2 separate regions of the Arachis hypogaea genome follow, and region 1 is linked to region 2. A link is a contact called in public Hi-C data. All regions are on one chromosome and are shown on one strand. The core of a region is the stretch at or near the end of the contact, and the rest is flanking DNA. Distances in the headings are between cores, read along the strand shown.

What was found. Hi-C and Micro-C count contacts between places; a contact is called where the count stands out from the background.
Region 1: a Hi-C map of an unstated tissue shows a contact between it and region 2, with 6 times the contacts expected there. The contact joins the promoter of LOC114924432 here to the enhancer-like site in region 2. A contact is called at or near these places in 2 of 8 Hi-C or Micro-C datasets (leaf and an unstated tissue).

The regions. Positions count from the first base shown.
Region 1 is chr9:17,771,255-17,777,601 of arahy.Tifrunner.gnm2.J5K5, reverse strand. LOC114924432 reads right to left here and starts at 1,811. Exons shown (of 3, transcript XM_029288988.1): 1 at 1,343-1,811; 2 at 1,184-1,290; 3 at 679-1,128. The coding sequence starts at 1,811. The coding sequence ends at 679.
Region 2 is chr9:17,670,649-17,677,227 of arahy.Tifrunner.gnm2.J5K5, reverse strand. It overlaps LOC112710560 (histone-lysine N-methyltransferase EZA1), which reads right to left. Exons shown (of 17, transcript XR_003156895.3): 17 at 5,897-6,579. LOC112710561 reads left to right here and starts at 1,289. Exons shown (of 2, transcript XM_025762832.3): 1 at 1,289-1,936; 2 at 4,477-5,289. The coding sequence starts at 1,495. The coding sequence ends at 5,018. Within about 2 kb of position 5,172, at least 3 of the 3 cell types and tissues checked have open chromatin away from gene starts, as enhancers often do.

The DNA of each region.
Region 1 (6,347 bases), core at 562-3,061, 100 kb before region 2:
AACAAATAAATAAAGAGAAATTGGATCTCCTTGCCTGAGCCCTCTGCGAGGTTGGAAGCTGTCCAATCTATTCCCATTCCAAAGGATGGAAAGATTTGAGGCCTGAACACAATTCATTACAAGCCGAATAATTTGAGAAGGAAAGCCAAAAGATTCAAGAGTGTGCTCAAGAAAATTCCAATCAACTCTATCATAAGCCTTTTCTAAATCAATCTTAAAAGCCATAGCTCCTTTTCTAGACTTTGTCTGCTTAAGAAAGTGAAGAACTTCTTGGGCGACAATAATATTATCAGGTGCTCCTCTACCATGAATAAACCCTCCCTGAGTTGGGCTAACAATCTCATCCAAAAATGGTCGTAATCTATTAACCAACACTTTAGTCACTAGCTTATAAATTACATTACAAAGGTTTATTGGCCGAAAATCCTTCAATCTAGTTGGAGGGCCGCACTTAGGGATAAGAACAATCAAAGTTTCCAACAAGGAATGGCTTAATGTCTCCCCTAAGAATGCTTTCTGAACAGTACGTCATACCTCATGACCCACTACATCCCAATATTCCTTGAAGTAAAAAACTTGAAAACCATCCGGCCCAGGAGCTTTGAACGAGCTCATATTATCCAGAGCTTCTTTAACCTCCAACATTGTTACTGGTTTAGACAAATTATCACAAGCATCCTAGCTAAGAGCTGGCATAGGAATTTCTCCCATGGAATTAACCTCAACAGGCTTAGTAGAACAAAAAATATTTTTGAAGAAATGAACAACCTCCCTTTGCAAAACTTCCGGATCATCAGACCAAGACCCATCACTGACCAGAAACCCATGAACCTTGTTAGATTTTCTTCTAAGGATGGTTTGCATATGGAAAAAGCTAGTATTTCTATCACCATACCGAATCCATTGATCTCTTGACTTCTGGTACCAAAGCATTTCTTCCTGGGCCAAAACTATATTATACTCAGCTCTCAATTCTTCCTCTTTATGCTTCAGAATCGGATCATCGTCAGCTTCTATTTTTCGTTGAATACGATTCAAATAACCCTTCAATTCCCTCTTTTTAATAAAAATATTGCCGAAGACCGTAGAGTTGAATTCCAACGAAGCTTCTTGGACCCCAGCAACTTCCTATGAATGCCAAAGTCTGTACTATCCCAAGATTTCTGAACAATGGCCTTGTAACCAGGATGCGTTGCCCATGCCGCTTGGAATCTAAAAAGCCGGTTTCCTTTCTTGATAGGAACTTCTTGACATCGGATAAGTAGCGGACAATGATCAGAGTGGGAACGGCTGAGAACTTCAACAAAAGATTATGGAAAAAGAAGGCACCATTCTATAGTACAGTAAGCTCTATCCAATCTCTTTGCAATTTCTTTGTTTCCTTGAATTTTACGAAACCAAGTAAACCGTCTTCCAGAGATTGTCAGATCAAAAAGACCACAAGAATCTAGAGTACTTGCAAAGATATTACTGCGATTCGAATAGAAATTACCCCCCTTCACCTCATGAACACTCAAAATATCATTAAAATCCCCAACCACCACCCACGGGTCCTGAATGCACAAATCAATATCAAGCAGATGACTCCATAATTCTACTCTATTAGTGGCTTGAGGCCTGCCATAAACCGCACTGCAGATCCATCTTCGCCCACCACCATCAATTTCCAAAGTTATACATTGATTTATAGCCCAAAGAATTTTACAAGAAAAAATTAAATTAGCAGAGAGGAACCAAATTCCTCCCATGTATCCAACAGCATCTACAATCCCTACAGGATAATAGCCTAATCTCCCCCAAAATTCTTTCATAGTTTCAAACCCAATATGAGTTTCCACCAAAATAAAAAAAAGTTGGTTGAAACTTTCGTACCAACTCCTTACAGTGCACCCGAGACATCTTATTTGACGTCCCCTAACATTCCAACTAATAATATTTAAATGGTCACAATCCATAAAAAATAAATTAAATAATTGGAATGTTTAATCATTCTACCTCATGTTGATGGACCCTTGTCTCCAAGTGTCTTCTCGTGGATTTGCACCGCAGAACCATCATTCTTCTGTGGAGGTTAGTTCTCTAAGTTCGTTGTTGCACTAACTTTGTTAAGCTCTTTTTGTACTCGAGAATCCATTGACAATGCTTCAATAGGTGAGTTTTAAAGCGAAATAGGACGCTGCCTTTTGTGTCCTGCTTTAAAAAAGGGAGTACTCTGATCCTTGAAAGCCACCTTGAGTTGTTCCCAAAGTGCCAAGCGTGGATGGAGGATCCTTCTTTTCCTTAGGCCCCACCTTTACATTTGATAAGGACTTCACCTTTGCATTTGATGAGGATCCAGCATGCATGTTATTAGACCCAAAAGAAAATTTCTTACTCACCAAATTGGAGCATATTGCTACATTGGCTTTTTTTGGCACCACATTGGGACCTTTACCCACTTTTTTCTTGCCCTTTCTACTAACTGTAACCCATTCACCCTCTTTTGCACGAGTATCCCTTTCCATGCGTGAGTCTTGCAAATTATCATGCACAAGACCTGCTGCACCATGCTACTCCATAATTGGAATTGATTTGCCATTAATTCCACCGTTTTCTCATTGTTATCCACATGAAATAGTGACGGCAAATTTTTTTCCTTCACCGTGCTTTCCTTCCCAAAGCTATTGTTGTTCTCTTTCGCACATTCTCCTGTTACATGCCCAAAGCAGCTACATTTTTCACAAATTAAATTCAAGTGCTCATATTCTAGTCATACATATGACCATCAACTTGAATTTTTTTATAACTGGAAGTCCCAAGTTAAGTTGCACACATGCTCTTGCATACTTTCCCCTCTCTACAGACTTGGTGGCTAAGTCGATGTGGATCGGTTTGCCTATAGCTGACGCAATTATTTTCATGTCTCTCTCTTGATAATAGTTAATGTTTAAACCTGTGATTCTTATCCAAACTATGGTAGACCCAAAAGTGTTTTCACAAGGTCTAAATGAAGAACTCCAAGGTTTAACCGCAATATAACTACCAGTAATCATCCATGGTCCTCCAAGAAGAACTTTCTCTCTATCCTCCAAGAGATCAAATTTGACTAAGAAATAGCCAAAACCAACATCTAGTACCTCATATCCTCCTTTGGTTCTCCAGACGCCTTTAAGCCTGTGCGTGATCGCTGTATAGCTAAAATTTTTTTCAAGAACTTTGATCACGATGGCATCTTTGTAGGGCTCTGCCAATATCTCTTTTGCTTCTTCAGTGAACGTCACAATTGGTATCTCCGAATCGCCTTGCTTACCAACTACTGTAGCCAAGTTATCCCTATCAAGAGAATCAGCAACCTCCAAAGCTCTCCTTGCTGAGGCACCAATAACTTTATTTCTGAGATATCTGCTGACTTTGAGTCTTGTTACCGTCTCCTTTAATCCCATCCTTTTCACCTAATGCATGCCCCCCTCCGCTCTCCCCTTTATTGCTTCCGCTGGCATGGCCGGCTGCCTCGCTATGTGCCACCCTCGAAGACTCTCCCCCGCTCTGCCCACTCTCCATTTCACGTACTCTCATAGAGATATTGAGTGCTTGAGTACTTGTTACTTCATCTTAACCATGAACCATTTGATTTAAAATAATGACTTTATTTTTTATGCACTGAATTTAATTACAATTATATCCGTTTTCTTAACGATTATTTATGTAGTTAATATAAAAGATAGTTATTTTTATTAATATAGCGTTACATAATTAAATACACGTATAAAATTATTTTACATTATTAGTCTATTAAAATTAAATTTTTAAATAATTACAAAAATTAATTAATTAAATAATTGGATGATTATTTCGTCCATTATTGTATACTAAGTGTAAACTAAAATTTTACTTTTATTTTTATAAGTGTTCTAATAAAATTCTTTAAATAAAGCATATAATTTTATTTTATTTTTTTTGGGAGTATTTTTTATTTTTTAATTTTTTTAGTTAACGGGTGTCTGTCTATCAATAATAAATTTTTAATATAAATATATTATAAAATATTATTTTTGATATATTATTAGTGTAAAATAATTTTACATATGTATTCAATTATGTAATACCACATTAATAAAAATATTGCATAAATAGTCATCCATAAAGACAGATGTAATTTTAGGACTGTATAAAATATTTTACGCTATTAATACATCAAAATTAAACTCATTATAAATACACGGTTTAATTACGTTACAGCTTCTTATAATTTTACCAAATTTTCAATTTAATCTCTATATTTTTTTCTTTTCAATTGAATCTTTATACAATATATATATATATATATATATATATATATATATATATATATATATATATATATATAACATAATATTCTGTTAAAAAAACAAATATTCTCACCATTAAAATACGAGCTCTAATCGAAAACACCTCTATATTTCGAAAATTCAAAAGAACCCTTGTCATTTTCCCATACTCACACTGTCATAGCCCTAACTTCTACGTTGAGCTCCCGTTGGACCCACCACATGTTGCCATCTCATCGCATCTCCTCTGTTCGTCATCCCTTGCATGCTCATCGCCAGGGGTCTTACTCCTTCTTCCTTGTATTATGTTCGTCCACCATCATTGCACCCAACGCCTGGTGTGCTCCACTGCTCGTGTCTTGTCTCTTTTCTTGCAACTGTGCTTCCTGGGGAGTGCTCGCGTCTCGCTGTGTCGCACCTCCGTCCCTTCGTCGCTCCCTCACCTCTCTTCTACGAGTGTTGCTGCCTACACTACATTGCTCGATTCTGCCGCTGTAACAACAGTCAACATGTAAGTTTTTTTCCAGTTATTCTAATATTCTATATTAATTTTTAATAGTTGAAGTATTGATGTTATTTCTGTTAATTTTATTGTTGTTTGATTTATGAATCTGATTAGAATATGGCAGAGGTTGAACTTGAACTTGAAATGTTGAAATGTTATACAGAGGTTGATTTATGAATCTGTTCTCCTCATTGTTATTGTAGTGATAGGATGAATAGCATGTTATTGAAAATGCCTATAACATTGGGCGTTTTCTAGCTTTCAATAAGTATTTATATGTTTTTTTCCTTTTGTTTTGGTGTAGTGAAGTGAGATTCGGATTTCACTATAGACCTCTACATCACGATGAAAATTTTTAGGATACAAACACGGTCTAGAGTATTTAGGGGGAAGGGTGTTGGAAGACTTGTATTTTGAGCTCGATGAATAGAGTTTGCAAGAAATAGTTAGTGAGCTGAAGAAGTAAGGGTACAAAGGTTATATCAAGATATGGTACTATAATCCAGATTGTCAATTGAACTCAAGTCTTAGAGAATTGATGAATGATGGATATTATATGAGAATAGGTAGATTATTAATATCACAAACTATTAAGCACTGCTTGGTGTATGTTGTTGATGGATGTAGGAAAGGCAATAGTGTTGAGATAACTTCAAATGATGAGAATTTCGTGTCAATTGAGGCTATGGACAATATGGACATAATAGTAGACATTATCCCAACCCAATAGTGACAGGTAATCATTGCTTCTTATTGACTAGTCACTGTAATAGATGAAATATTTGAATTTTAAATGTGATAGTTGTTGTGACAATACATGCTGTTATTGACTGGTTTATATTATAGTTGAAATATTTTGTATTATACTTGTTGCATATCCTTTTCAGAGTCTGATGCTACTGTTACTGCTATTGTAAATGGAGATGATGTTGCTCCTTTTAATGGAGCTGCTGCTGCTGCAAATGGAAGTGATGCTGCTCCTGTCAACAGATCTGATGTAAATATTTGTAGATCTGAGAGAGGAAAACATGTTGGAATAGACAAGGACAGAGAAAGGGGTTGAGGAAGGGTGGCTATAGCATCTTCTCAACCACCAACAATTACTGTTGCTGCATCTTCACAACCACTCTCCACCACACCTGATGTTGCATCTTCTCACCCACCTCCCATAGTTGTTATTGCATATTCTCAGGCTCTAACCATAGCTATTGGTGTTGCAGATTCTGAGACTCCTATTATAGCACCTCCTGGATCTTTTTAAGTTGTCTTACCTCTTGTTTCTGTATTCTCCCAGTATCTCCTACCTGTTGTAGCTACATATTCTCACCAACTACCTAGAGCATCTTTTCAAACATTGCCTAAGGTAAAGGTGTTTAGTATGAGGAAGAGTAACTCAAATTAGGAGTGAGGAAGGCAACAGTCCAACCAAGTTTACATATAGACCTAACTGAAGATTGAAGCATGATTTCATTTAGAGTTATTAGGGTTGCTATTAAATAGTATATGTTATGATGAATTGTGTAGGGTTTAGTATCCTCTGTGTGTTAGTGTTTTCA
Region 2 (6,579 bases), core at 3,923-6,422:
TGTCTGCTCATCAATGCCGGAGACGCGTTACCCTCCAGCAATATTCCGGTGGAGTTGATCTCGGCAGCAGAGCTAGTTGGCAAGCAATGAATGTGAACGAGTTTCTTCTCTAAGTTTGGGAGAAGAGAAGAGAACGAACAGTTTCTAAGTGTGGGAAGGTAAAATGGTATTTCAGAAAAATACGAGTGAAAGAGAATTGGGAATTTCACATAAAGTTACAGAATCTTTAACTTAGGAACGGAATATTCCGTTAACTCTAACTGTTTGGTCACGGTAAGGACCTAATTGAAAAAAAATAGGTGTAGGGACCCAATTAAAAGGAAAAAAAGTGTAGGTACCTAATTGAAAATTTCGCGAAACTATAGGGACCAACAGAGTAATTAAACCTATTTTTATTGTATTTTTTTATTCATATGATACCTATTGTTGATATAATTTTTTATTTTAATTTGTTTTTATGATATTTTTATTATTTTTTGTTTATATAAATTCTTTTTTTCTATCCTTTATTGTACTATATTTATATTGTGTATAAAATTTTTATTTAGTTTTATTCATATAAATTTTATTTACTTTTTATTGTAATTTTTTTGTTCATATGATATATGTTGTTGGCTGTAATTATTATATATTATGTTTGTATGAAATTTTTTTCGTTTTTATTATACTTCTGGTCGTACTTTATTTTCGTTTTTATTATATACTAATTATAAGTAACAAAAAAGTCATGAATAATAAAAATTTATAATCTAAAATGATACTAAATTAAAGAATACTAACTATATTAAAAAAATTATAGAATATTTTCTTTTGGTTTGACATTATAAAATGTATAGTACTCCCTTTAGTGTTTTTATGTATTAAAATTTATTTTATTAACTTTTATATGTTACTTTACTTTAGTAGGTGAATATTAATTTTATTATAACATGAAGTAATAAGATTTATTCAAATATTTAAAATAAAATGATAGGATAATATAAAAAATTATTTAAATTAATATTTTTTTAGTAATTTTTCATCTAAAAAAATGATTTTGAGTAAGTATAATCCAAACAACATTTATTTTATTATAATTCATTTTAATATAAAGATTGTCAAATATAAATCACGTTAACATAAACTTATTTTTTATAAAAAAGAAGTTTAAAAATCAATTTTATATACATTTCAATTTACAAACTGTAATCCAAACGCACACTAAAACACGTTGAGGACTAAGAGTGATTAATTTTAGTTAAAGACCAAAAAATTCCTTTAAAATTTTGTAGGACCCATTTGAATAAATTAAATACTCTAATTTTTTTGTTTTGACCAAGAATACCACTTCCAATAGCACCGTCCTTTCACCCAATTGCCACCAAACTCACTCCCCCTTTTCCAAACAACACACAACCACCTCAGCAATCTCCCAAAACCATTTTCGATATTTCATCGGGAACGAGAACACCCTCTCCTCACATCCACCACCACCAAACTCTCCCTCTGTTTCTCATGGCTCTCTCCTCTCTCTTCTCCCTAAAATCCCTCACCGTCCTGGTGGTCCTGATGGCCATTCCCTTAGGCATCATCGTATCCCTCGAACGAGCCCAACCGTCAACCCACGTGTACAACTACCACGGCACTGGAGGGTGGCTGAGGGAGTGCGCCAAGTGGGACCCAACTAATCGTCGCTTCATAGTCTCGTTCTTCGAAGGCGGTGTAGGCGAGGTTCGGGTGCCGGAAGAGGCGGAGAAGGAGGTTCTGTTGGAGGAGGTGACGACGGTGATGGAAGTGAATTTGTCCGGAAACTCGTCCCTTGGAATCTCGGTCGACACGCAGAGGAACCGGGTTCTCGTTGTTCACGCCGATGTGTTTGGAAACCGGTATAGTGCACTCTCCGCATATGATTTGTCCACGTGGCAGAGGCTCTTTCTTACACAACTCAGCGGTCCAAGTAAGCTCTTCCCTTCTCGTTCAACTGCTTCGTGTATTCGATATTCGCACTACCTTCAGTATTCGTACGCTCATAAATCATGTCATAGCATACACAGTTCATTTAAAATGTTTCTGTCCTTTCTTTTTATGAAAAAAAAAATGATTTATTTAATTATCATAATTAAAATTTAGTTCTAGAAAGAAAAACACAGTTGTGATTTTTATTATTGCAAAATTAAACTAGTTGTTTATTTAATAATCCTTGCGGGGGAAATTATTTTAAATTCAAAAGAAACAAAAATGGTGAAAAGTAATTTTAAATAAAGTGAACTACGCTATTAAAATTTTTTTATTTTATTTTATTTTTTACTTCTTTAGAATTAGAAGGTTGCATAAAGCTGAACTATTCATTGTTCAATATGTTCTTTTAGCAACATGCTATCTCAATGTGCGCTTGTGTTGCTATTGCGCTTGTGTTGCTATTATCTTTATGTCTTTATTATAATCTTTTCAATCTCAAAAATATATTTAATTATTTACACGTTTGGCACGCTATGCCTGGCAGATTATTCTCAAGTAGATGCTTTTTATTGTTTTTTTTTTCTCAGGGTTAAAAATAAGGTGCAAAAATTTGCCTGACATATTAAAATATGTTAAAAATTAATATTATTTAAAAATATAAAAATAAATAATTATTAAATATTTAAACTTTATCATAAAAATAAGTTAAACAAAAATTAAGCACTAAATTATAAATATTATAGAATTCATCTAAAAATAATATCGAAAAGATTTCTCCTTACAATTATTTTACTAGGAAAATATGCATATTTCAAAAAATATTTCAAAAATAATTTATGAACTACAAAAATTGACCATTATATATTAAAAAGTGGTTTATATAAATAATCAAACTTTTTATAAATATAAAAAATTAATTAGAAAAAAATATTTATAAATTTATTTATATTTTGATAATTGTTATCTAGATTAATTTTTTTATCAATAATAGGTTTACCATTGTAATTATTTTTTAGTAAGAGTATATAAAGAGTACATAGTATATAAGGTGTAATAACTCAATAAATATTTTTAAAAGGAATTTTTCATTCTCTTCAACAATGAGAAGAATTTATTTTTTTCTAAAAAAAAATATAATTACAATGATAAGTCTATTATTGATAAAAAAAAGTAATCTAGGTAACAATAATAAATATAAAATGAGTTTAATTTTATTTCTTATAAATTAGTAATGAATGTAAATCTAATTTGATTATATTATTTATAAAATTTAATTCTAAATATAACCATGTCACTATTATATTTTTTTTATTAGTGTCTAATTGTTTTGCGTCACATATTCATGTATAAAATTTGAAAAATTGTATAGCAAAAAACTTTAATTTTCGGGGATTGTGAGTGCAATAATGTGTTTTCTTTAACATACAAGCATTTTCTCTTTGCTATTTTGCAAATAATTTACCTTTCTTTTGTTATTTTGGTTATAATTAAATGTATGTCATAGTAATAAATATATAATTAATTTGTTACGAGAGTAATTACTTTGGTCTCCTTTGGATTTAAAATTTTAAAACTTGAAAATAAAATATTTTATAATATTTTATTATATGAAAAAATATTGTAGGGAAAGAATTAGAAACCAACAAAGTAGAATTCTTATTTTACATCAAATGTTTGTCAATTATTCTTAGTCAAAATTGACGAAATCAACAAATGTTAAGATAAAGTATTCTTTTCCCATTTAGTTCACTAATTTGAGCTTGCTGCTTCTGGCCATGGTTTAATCCTTGGTAGAATGGTAGGTACGAAAATTGAACGGAAAGATTTCGCGAATTTGTATCAGATTTAAGACATGAAGAGTGTATAACGCTGTCTAAATCGTTCGACATTTATGCAAGTGTAATGTAGTAGTCTATTCCGTCGTCATATGGATGATTGTTACAGCTTATATCACCTCAATAAATCCATCATGGAATTTGAAAACATGTGCAAGCAAACATATTGAAAAGGAAAGGTCCTACCTCCGTCTTTCTCATTGCATGCCCTTTTTATATCTTTTGTTGGCTCCTACATAGAGTATATTTCATGTTGTGTTGGCTTCAACCTAGTTTTTTGTGGTAGTATTGCGATTGCAAAATTTTTAGATCAGAAATTCTAGGGAACTAGTTTCTTTTGGCCAACACTACATATCTATATGATTACACCCACGATTGTCAAGCATTTTTCATAGAGATATTTGGTTTAATTCATTTTCAATATGTATTTTATATTACAATATATATTTTATATGAATGACTGATTTATGGTGTACATCTAGCGTGAATGTGGAGTAATACACATGGACTAGTATACTTTGCAAACACATAAGCCTTACTAATAATACCATCATCATATTCATCATCATATTTTATGCCAACATATCATCTATACGATGCTAGTGCTGTGCTATTTTGTGGTACAATTATGCCTATATCCATGTTCTTTTTTGTCTTTTTAGCTTTTCATGTAATAATGACAGATTTCCAACATTGGATGTAGGTGACGAGAAATCTTTTGCCGATGATGTTGATGTTGATGCAGAAGGCAATGCATATGTCACTGATGCAAAAGCCGGCAAAATATGGAAGGTTGGGGTGGAAGGGAACCTCATAACGATTATAAGAAACCCTCTCTTCACCCCAAAAGAATGGTACAAGAAATTCGTAGCCCTAAACGGAATTGTTTACCACCCAGATGGGTTCCTGATTGTGATTCACACTTTCAGTGGCAACTTGTTCAAGATTGATTTGACAAAAGGTGAGGAAGTGAAGGTGATTAAGGTAGCCGGAGGACCCCTATATTTCGGAGACGGTTTAGCGCTGTTGTCTCCTACTAAATTGGTAGTTGCTGGGAATCCTTCTGGAAGATTAGTTGCGAGCAAAGATGGGTGGGAAACTGCTGCTGTTGTGTCGAAATTCTCAGGGCCTATGCATCGCTTGGCAACTTCAGCTACTGTGAAGGATGGGAAGCCGTATTTAAACCACATGATTGGAATTGGTTACCCCAAAAAGAAGTTTGCTATTGTAGAAGCAGTTTTTTAAGAGAGTGTTTTTTTTCTGTTTTTCTGAATTTAAAAGAGTCAGGGTGACAGAATCAGAGTTAAGGGGGAATTTGTGCTGTCTGATGGGTTTGATTTTGTAACATATCTTCTCCTTAATATCAACACCTATCTGTATCTCAAGTGGCCTGAGGATGTTTCTATGTTATGGCGAGTGGATCACAAGGCCTTTCTTCTGGGTTTCTTTAGGCCATATTGCATCGAAGGAATGTGGAACTGAAAATTTAAATTAAAAAATAAATGTGATTTGACTATTTGAGATTATCAATTACTTTAGACATATTAGCAGATCAGAGGCCCTATATGCTATGTAATCCTGCTAGAGTCAAACATAATTAGATTGATCTTGAGAGAAGACACCAAATTAGGTGCAGGTGTGTGGTCCGTTGTAATTCATAAATTTCCGACAGTGTGAGTTCTTAAAGTTACCCAAATACGACCCTAACTGGTTGAGCCAAACTATTTGAATATGAAGGCTTCCTTTGTACTACTTCTATCCAAGAACAAAACTATTAGCAAAATTCATATGTTTCATATAGATATGACATCATTTCACAGCTCAATAAAAGAATATTCTCAAATAGCATGCGTACATGAATTCCACATGTTGGATTAGTTGACCAATGTAAAAAGCTACATGCAGATTAGACACAATCATATATATATTTAAACACAAATACATGATATGATGACTGATTTTTAATATGCATGTAGTATTTTTGTATTCGTTTGTATATCAATAAAATCTAAAAGGTGTATATAACGGTGAAGATATATATAACACAACCCCTCCCGAAACACAAATTAGTACTTTATTTCTACTGTCTTAGCAATCAAACGTCTTAATTCAAGCTTATACAGTTATAGCAACATATACATTTTATTCACAAAAAAAAAAATGCCAGATCAAGGTATTTTACATGGGAAAATAAATAAACCTCGGATTCGAATTTCTATACTTAGTCCCTACTCAAATAGCTTATTGACCATATCCTTTATTGTTTAACTGTATCATATATTTCATACGAATACCTTAGTCATACTAGCATATGCATACCTATTATTATTTTGATTCCTTATGGCACGTTTCCTCCATGCACATAGGACGTCACACATGATTGGAGTAAGGCAACAAAATAGTCACTAAGGTTGCCAACCAACTTTAAATCCTCCCCTAAATTCAAAAATCTCAAGAGGTCCTTGATACTGTCAATACTAAGAACCAACTTGATCAGCTTTTCCCGAGCTAAAAAGTTGGAAGCATTTGTAACTATGGTGTGTTTGGTTAGAGGCAAAAAGGGAGTAGAAGTTTTCATAAATAAATCAATGTATAAGAATACAGAGATCAAGCATGAAATTTTCCACTCCAATTTTTATCCCAACCAAACAGACCCTTAGGGATAGATTTAAAGTTGGATGATGCCAACTTTAAGACTAATTTAATCGCTTACTCCACAAGTTTGTCTCAGGAGAGAATATACTGGTAGAAGCCAAAAGTATATACATTGTAAACCTTACGCCATGCCATATTCAATGTGACTGGT